2 separate regions of the Rattus norvegicus genome follow, and region 2 is linked to region 1. The links are chromatin contacts, called in public Hi-C maps. All regions are on one chromosome and are shown on one strand. Each heading gives the region's core, a stretch centred on a gene start, on an enhancer-like site or on the middle of the called end of the contact. The rest is flanking DNA. Distances are from core to core; before and after follow the strand shown.

Region 1 (4,395 bases), core at 503-3,002:
AGGTCATTGTTGGTTAATGTCAATACATTTGTTTGAGGGGCCAGGAAAGGATTTAACCCTCCACTTGATCTGTGGCTGTGCCTGAGGGGCAGTGAAGTCTTGAGGTAGTAGGGGGAGGGAGGTCGTGTTGTGCTCCATCAGTTTGTCCCTGAGACTCTAAGCAGATGCTCCCAGTCCTGTCTTCTTTCTTAGCAGATTTTCTGCCCTGAATCATCACACATGTAAAGCCCTGATACCTTGGATATCTTGAGGGGGCAAAGCAAGAGAGAAGGATGTAATTGTGCCAATTCATCTGGCCAGGAGACTTGGGGCACAATGTCCTTTGGGCAGAATAAATTGTTATTTGGGCTCCTTGTGTTGATCATTTTGGCAGTGGTATCCTGGAGGGACAGATCCAGAGTTGCAGAAAGATGTTTGAGTGCCGGGGGCAGGAAGTCAATTAGTTATAAGACTCTCTGTTCTCATTCGTATTTATACAGGGCAAATTGCCATTAACTCTGCAGTGTGATGAATGGCAAATGGTTTGTATTTTACAGCCTGGTTTCAAAGCTTACAGTGCTCTATATTTTATTATTTTCTCATACATATATAAATAAAAATAATTACCCATCGTGACATGCAGTATTAAAGACATATCTGAATGCTAAATTTATATTAGATAGGTAATAGGAGAGAGAGAAAGAGAGAGAGAGAGAGAGAGAGAGAGAGAGAATTTTGTTTTTCTTTTAGCTTTAAATTTCTTTTTGCATACTTGAAAAGAATGCACAAATTCTTTATTATTTTAGAAGGAAAATGTTTGGTAGAGTTCTTTAAGACCATCTGTCCTTATTTCTAATGATCCTTGCAAACTTGAATTTTTAGTTGTGGTACATCTTTGATATTGACTCAGAACAATTCTCAGATTGAAGGGCTAAGATCTGGAAAACATGCACTCATATATACTATACATATATCTATACGTATGTGTGTGTGTGTGTGTGTGTGTGTGTGTGTGTGTGTGCATGCCCTACCAACATAATTTATTTTCAAGTAGTCATTTTATTTTGGAAATTTATATTTCATTGTCCTCGACCTGTCAGACCACAATAGCCATGTCTTATTATCCAGTTACACCCACTCAAATCCTGCCAAGTTCTGTCCTCCAGACTTGGCCCAAAAGAGATAGAGAGGAGACAGCAGCATGCAGTATAGCGCCTGGTCATTACTTTAGCAGATCAAGGTTGTAAGGGTTGGGGTATTGGGGCTGTGGCCTTCTTATTTTTCTGGTTAATCCTCTCTACCTTAGTCTTCTCCATTCTTTTCTTTTCTTTCTTTTCTTTCTCCCACCCCAGCCCCTGTCTAATAGGAGATCTACTGTGAGGGGGGAGATCATGAAGGCTCTTGATTGTGAGTGAACTCTCTACAGAAGCAAACTGTCCAGACTGTGAAAGGAGAAAAATAAATGTTTCTGTTTCCATGGAATTGAACAAATGTCACCAGTGACTACACAAAGGAGAATGGAGTTGCTCATAGAACTTGGGCTATTTAGTGTGTGTGTGTGTGTGTGTGTGTGTGTGTGTGTGTGTGTGTGTGTTGTGTTGTGTTACTATATGCCTTCCATATACAGTGGATGGAAATAAATGGTATTTGCTTCATATTTTCAATATATGCTGGTATTAGGATCCTTCTTCCCTGGCATGGGCAAGCTGTGCACTCTGGGGTGTATCTTTCTGTGCTGGTCCTGACCTTTCACCTGAGATGCCTTTGCTGTCCTGTGACCCATTCCACCTGTCACTAGAGCATCACTAGAGTTAAATTTTTACAGAGTAAAGAATACATCATTGCAAAGCAAACATTTCTGAGATTTTTTTGCATCTGTGTTAAAATGCAGCTTGGATATTATCAGGATCGTGTATTTACTCTGTGCTGTGTCCCACACAGGTTGTAAATATTTGATAAGTGTTACCTTCTAATTCCTGATAACATTATGAAAGTGCTAAGAAATGTTATGGCCGATAACCTCATTCTGAGCCTGCGATTCACATTTACCATGTAGGGTTATTGATTGACTAGAACAAAATGATTTTGTTTTCAGGGAAACAAAGTCTCTCAGAGGCCACATTCAAACTTTCCCTTCATTTAATTGTACATTTTCCAAGGACGAAGATAAGATTTTTTTTTCCTGCTGTCTCACAAGAAGGTCAAACTGGGTCTACGTAGACCAAATATTTATGACATGCCTGAGTGTGCAGCTCCCTAATGACAAATGTGTGATGATGTGACACAGGGAAAGATTTTTTTTGCGACAGTAATGTTGACTGTCTGAGTTGTGCATTTACTTAAGCTGTGTTGCTGGGAAGCAAGAACCTGGTTCTTCCTGAAGAGACACATTTCCCAGTGAGTGAGGTCACACTCGGAGGCATACACTCCAAGCTCAGCACAGCCAGGTACAAAGGCACCATAGAACCAGAAAGAATAGGCCATTCTTGTACAAGCCTGAGAGAGCTTCATTCCAAGCCTTTGTTTGCATCAAATAAATACATTTATTAAATAAAGCATCAAATAATTGGCCCGTGGGTGTGACTCAATCAGTAGAATGTTTGCCTCACATGCAGTCAGCCCTGAGTTCTGTTACCAGCGATATGATCATAAATCAGATATGGCGGTGCATACCTGTAATGGCGCACTTGGGAGGTGGGGGCGGAGGATCCAGAGTTCAAATCTATCTTCAGCTGTACAGAGAGTGAGAAGCCAACTTAGGCTATATAAGACTGTCTGAAAAAATCAGAAAAATATCAAATAATAAGTCGAAATTTGATAGGAGAATACTTTAAAAATCTGTACACTATACCTGTAGTTGGTTTATAGAAAGATAAAAAAAATTCATTTGCACGCTACCAACATGCAAAATGTCAGTTATCATAAGAAGCAGCAACTAAGAGAACCACGAGGGAGGCTGGAAAATCTGTGTGGTGTTCTTTTCTGTCTCTTTACTGCTTACAGCAAGTGCGTCTCACTCAGTGAAAGTTCAAAGATCTAAGCTACCTTTGATACTTAGAGATGCCAGCATACAGATCTGATAAAATTTTCATTTTCAAATTTCATGTATACATGTCATAAGGATTACACACACACACACACACACACACACACACACACACATACACACACACATCTGTTCCCTGAAGCTGTTGCTTCCATTTTTTTTTAAAAAGAAAGATGTGTTTTCTTTCTCCTGATTTCAAAAGCCTTAGGAGCAAAACAATGCCTTGATTTCATTTGCGGTGAGCTCCTAGCATGTCCTGTAGTGTTTTTGAGTAACTGGAAACCTGTTCTTGCTACAGTGCCATGCTTTCGGCTCCCTGCAGCAGGCAGGGATCATGTCATGTTTCTGCCCTAAGAGCCAGATGTGTGAGAGGCAAATCAATAACATTGAAGCATTTAACAAACCAGGTAATGCAGGATTCCTGATAGTCCCCAGATATGAGCACCCCAAGTCCCTTCTATCTCTCCCTATTTAATAGTTCTGTGACACTGTGTGTGGAGGGACTTGAAACATGACTGCTTCAGAAGCCACTGGGCTTCGCAATCTGGGGAGATGAGGTCCTAGATCAGGAGAGATTTCACAAGGACCAGGCTGTAGCCAAAGACAAACACTGAACCACCTCATCAGTGTTGGATGAAGTGCAGCTGGCAAAATGGCAATTCCAAACAGCAGAAGGAGCTCAAAGTACAAAGCCAGGCCAGATGCCTTCTTCTACCACAGCAGGCACAGGGGCCCTTTAGTCTCAAGCTTGCCAAAATGATTATAGTGGATATTTATCAGGCAAAAAATGGATTGTGTCCTTCATGATTTGCTTTGATTTTTAATCTCTGGAAACTTTGCAGTGAAGGAAAGCAAATTGTGAAAAGAGTTACACAATTTATTCTTTGTCACCAAGTAAATAACAGCATAGCAGTTCAAATGTAGACTCTTCTGTCTCCAATAAATAAATGTAGCTAGTATACCTTCCGATGAAGCTTCCTCATCTGTGAAAGCTGACTGAAAATGAGAATGTCTCTAAACTTTGCAGTTCTATGCCAGCAGGATGACTTCCATGGGTAAAGGTGTTTGCTACCACACTTGACAACTTGTATGTGACATGTGGGACCCATGTGGTGGAAGGAGAGAGCCAACTTTTTGAACCTCCACCATGGACTGTGCCATACGCATCACACACACACACACACACACACACACACACACACACACACAAATACATGAAATAGAAATAACTTAAAACACAATAAGCTCAGACCCTCTAAGAATGCAGAATTTACTTATCATAGAGACTTCACCTCAGAGAATGGCCAATCTATTCAGCCAATAATACCCAAAAAGGAAAATTAGAGACTATAATACCAATAAACACTTGA
Region 2 (4,395 bases), core at 647-3,146, 220 kb after region 1:
ACAACCTTAACTCTAATGATTCCAGCAAGACCTGTCCAATAAAATGATTTATCAGTCTTGTTGTCCTTTGTTATATAGAGGGTTATTTGTTAGTTTTCTCAAAGGAAGGAGGTGGTCTGAATTTTGTACTGTTTTGTGTTTCTGCCTTGCATCTTATTCAAGCATTCCTAGCACTGCATATACATTTAAGTGTTAAAATTTTATTATTTCTATGTCAGAAATAATAATGGTTTTTCCTACAGAATGGGAACATCTTCTTTGGAGATCATGCAAGAAGGAAAAAACTTCCCAGAGTGCTCACAAGTCCTGTCACTCTGAGACTGTCTATTGATCTAAGACTCCACTCCTTCAATACTTACCCAGGCACCATCTTCACAATAAAAATAAGAAAGAAGCCTCATGGTCATCCAGGTCACATGGAATCAGTCCTAAAGATGAGAGGCTCAAATACTGTCTGTCCACTAGCAAGACTTTCATTAGTCACACTCTAGATTTCTCTGGCAGTACAGGAGAAGACACATTCCCTGCAAGGAGAAGGAAGTCTAAGCCACAACGTATTGCCTATGAGAAACTGTCTTGATTCATGATTAATGTAGGCTTGCCCAGTCCACTGAGGGCGACGCCATTCCTAGGCAGATGATCCTGGAGTGTGTAAGGAAACTAGATTAACTGTGAGCCCCAGAGCAAGCGAGCGAGTAAGCCAGAGAGCAGTGTTGCTCCATAGTTGTTACTTTAAGCTTCTACTTTGAATTTCAGCCCTGATTTTCCTCAATGACAAAGTATAAGCCAAATGAGTTGTTTCTTCCCTAAGTTGCTTTAGTTCAAAGTGGTTCACCCCAGAAACAGAAGGAAATGAAACAGAGGGAGGAATCTACATGTTTAAGAATTCAAAAAATTATCCGTGACTCCCAGAACCTGGGAGAGAGCTTTGAGGGTCTTTCCTTCTGTGGTTCCTTCTATAAGTCCACAGAAGGAACCATACCTGAAGACACTTTAACTTCAAACTTCTGGTCTCTTTGCTGGTACCATGAAAAAGTACTGACTTTGTTCTAAGTCACATAGTCCGTGACAGTCTGCTATAACAAGCATAGCAAGTTACAACTATCATCCTCAGGACTGATGACTTACTGAGCCATCAGCATTAGGCCGTGCTATGGTGCCATATCAGATAACAAAGCAATATAAAGACTAAATCATTCGCAGTGCCTCTATTTGCAGACATTGACATTCAGAGACTTTTTCCCCATGAGTTTATTTATTTATTTACTTTACATCCCAATTGCAGTTCCCCCCCCCCGCCCTCTTTCCAGTGGCTCCTCCTCACCTAGTCCCTCTCTCCATCCCCATCCCCTTCTCCTCTGATAAGGCAGAGGTCCTCCTGGGTAACAATACCCCTCCGCCCACACCCCCAGTCCCGTGTGCATCAATTCACCAAAGGTCTAGGTACAGCCTCTCCCACTGAGGCCAGACAAGGCAGCCCAGTAAGAAGAGCAGAATCCACAGAGGCAGGCAACAGAGTCAGGGACAGCCCACACTCAGGTTGTTGGGGGACCAGCATGGAGACCAAGCTGCGTATCTGCTATACGACATTTAGAGATTTATCAAAGCTTCACAAAAGGAAAGCACTGACATTCATACCCATTCCCTCTGATGCCAAAAATTCTTCTGGCCATTCCCCTGTGGTTTCTTAATCACAAAGCTGCTGGAACAGTAGTAGTGAGTGGAAACATAGAACTTTGTTATGTAAACAGCTGTGAAGCCAGCCACACTGGAACATGCCAGATACCAGTGCCAATTACATAACAAGAATATTGCAATTTCAGAGAAATACCTGGTTAGCACAAAGCTTTGTTTGAACTCTTACCAGCTGAACAAGTTCAAAGGAGGTTTTCAGGGAAATGGGACATGTTGGGCAAAGGCATGGAGGCTAAAGAGACTAGGGCCAAGTTTTACCAGTACCATCTGACGAGGGGAATGACTGCGAGTCTTTTCCAAAGGCGAGCTTGATCCTGTTCCCTACACTGGTGTCTTAGTCATGATTTCTAGTCCTGCACAAACATCATGACCAAGAAACAAGTTAGAGAGGAAAGGATTCATTCAGCTTACACTTCCACTTTGCTGTTCATCATCAGAGGAAGTCAGGACTGGAACTCAAGCAGGCCAGGAAGCAGGAGCTGATGCAGAAGTCATGGAGGGATGCTACCTACTGGCTTGCTTCCCCTGACTTGCTCAGCTTGCTTTTATATAGAATTCAGGATTACCAGCCAGGGATAGCACCAACCAGAATGCGCCCTCCCACCCCTGATCACTAGTTAAGAAAATACCTTACAGTTGGATCTCATGGAGGCATTTTCTCAAGGGAGACTCCTTTCTCTGTGATAACTCCAACTTGTGTCAAGTTGACACATAAAACCAGCCAGTACAACTGGGTTCTAGCGTTAACATAGCCTTCCCCCCACTCCAACCCTCGTTGGAGTGTGTGTCTGTGTGTGTGTGTGTGTGTGTGTGTGTGTGTGTGTGTGTGTGCGTGTGTGTGTATATATATACGTGTGGAGGCTAGAGGTCAACATTAGGTGTCTTTCTCTTTTCCCCTCCCCTGTATTTTTTTTTTGAGGCACAGTCTCTCAGTGAACCCAGAGCTCACCTATTCAACTAGGCTGGCAAATCAGCACCAGATCCGCTCTCTCCATTTCCTAGAGGAGGGAATTACAAATGTGCATCACTGCTTTTTACATGGGTACTGTGGCTCTGAACTCAGATCTTTTTATACAGAAAGTATTCTGCTGACTGAGCCATTTCCCCAACCCCAGAGCCCACTACTCTAATGCTCAAATCCAGTTACACACAGTGAGCAGGTCTTTCCCATGGCCTCCTTATAGATAACTAACACTGCAGGACAACTTATAGTCTAGAGAAGCTGCCAACAGAGATCTTGGGCATGAAGGACAACTAGCTGGCTGGGGGTGGGGAGAGAGTTGTCACCAGGTCTTGCTGTTTGCCTGAAGGAGACCATCATGATTGAGAGGACATCCCTCAGTTTAGAAAACTGGAAAGTCGTATGACCATCATCAAGGTTGGATGTGAATATGCCTTCAAATAAGTCGAGTCTGAATTTGCTAGTTGTAGTTCATAGACATGGTCACCAAAACGAATTTACATCTATCGTCTTTTGAGAAATTTGAGTCCTTCGAGGCTACTATGAAATATTGTATTCCCCAGTTGTAAATCTTTAAAAAACAGCTTTCAATTTTAAGGTTCCAGTCATGCTTTATAATACAGTTATCGACAATATCTGATGTATTCTCCTTCTTCGTCTTTTATACAGAAGTAAGTCTGAAGCTCAGAGAGGTGTGGTAATTTATCCAGAGTCACACAGCAATGAAGGCAAGACAGCCAGGATGAAAACTGAAACCTTAGTCTAGGTCTTAGAGGCTAAAGAGTCTGATGAGGCCTATACCCATTACCTTAACTAAGAAGACATCATGCATGGAACTCTTGCTCCCAGATAAGTGAGGGAAAAATAAAGTCCCAGAGGCTAAGAGACAGGGTAAACCAGCATGCACTAAATCACCAAGCACCACCAGCTACCTGAGAGCAGCATGCTTATGGTCAATTTTGGATTTCAGGGTCATTCTCCATAGAGGTTTTCTAGTGACCAAAGAAAGGCACCAAGAGATGCCTATATGAAAAGTCCTAAACAAAAGGCAACATTTGCCAGTCAGTCGGTCGGTCGTTAACCAGAGGTCTGCGGCTTTGGGGCTTTTGTATTGAACTTAGAAACCTAAGGAAACATGGCTTCTGTTTCTGAAGATCCACCTGCCCGCAGTGCTCCACTGCCACGCCTAGGGGGCGCTCTAGCCGTGCTCAGCGGCTTGAAAGTAGAAGCCATTGCCAGCAAAACAACGTGAATTAACAGCAGATGGGTGTTTTGGCTCAATTTTCTTAAGCATTTTGAGGGAAAGACGCAACACTTTTAAAGAGGAGTTTACAAAAACCTTCCTCTTAGTGATCCACACAAATACTTTCAAAATACCGTCAATGGACAATTTCCTCTCTGCTTCCCTAGAAAATTGGTTTTGTTTTTTGAGTCTGCCCTCAAAGTCCTGAAGATGTGTCTCTCTCTTTTGATGGCATATGGTAAGCTTTAATGGTTGCAGATTATCACTGTCTCCTGATTGAAATGGCTGCTTGCAAGGACCCACTTTTATCCCTGCTCTCTTTTGCCCTGTAACGCAGCTGCGTGATAGATCCAAAGCAGCAAAGTCTGTATGCCATAGCAAAGGTGCTCACGTGGAAATCGGGGCATTGTATCTGCTCTTCAGCTGAGGGAAGCTCCCCAGCAAAGCATAGCTGCCAAGCGGAATAATCAGTCCCTCAATTCCAATCACTGTGGGT

What was found. A called contact is a pair of places that touch in the nucleus more often than the background predicts.
Region 2: a Hi-C map of hepatocytes shows a contact between it and region 1, with 1.6 times the contacts expected there. The contact joins two enhancer-like sites. A contact is called at or near these places in 4 of 12 Hi-C or Micro-C datasets (hepatocytes, kidney and liver).

Annotation. Positions count from the first base shown.
Region 1 is chr8:83,936,734-83,941,128 of GRCr8, forward strand. No RefSeq gene overlaps it. Among named protein-coding and RNA genes, the nearest start is that of Wdr72, 200 kb to the left of the region's middle. Within about 2 kb of position 1,753, at least 3 of the 93 cell types and tissues checked have an H3K27ac peak or open chromatin away from gene starts, as enhancers often do. A contact at or near this core is called in hepatocytes, where this site is marked.
Region 2 is chr8:84,158,050-84,162,444 of GRCr8, forward strand. No RefSeq gene overlaps it. Among named protein-coding and RNA genes, the nearest start is that of Onecut1, 320 kb to the right of the region's middle. Within about 2 kb of position 1,897, at least 1 of the 93 cell types and tissues checked has an H3K27ac peak or open chromatin away from gene starts, as enhancers often do. A contact at or near this core is called in hepatocytes, where this site is marked.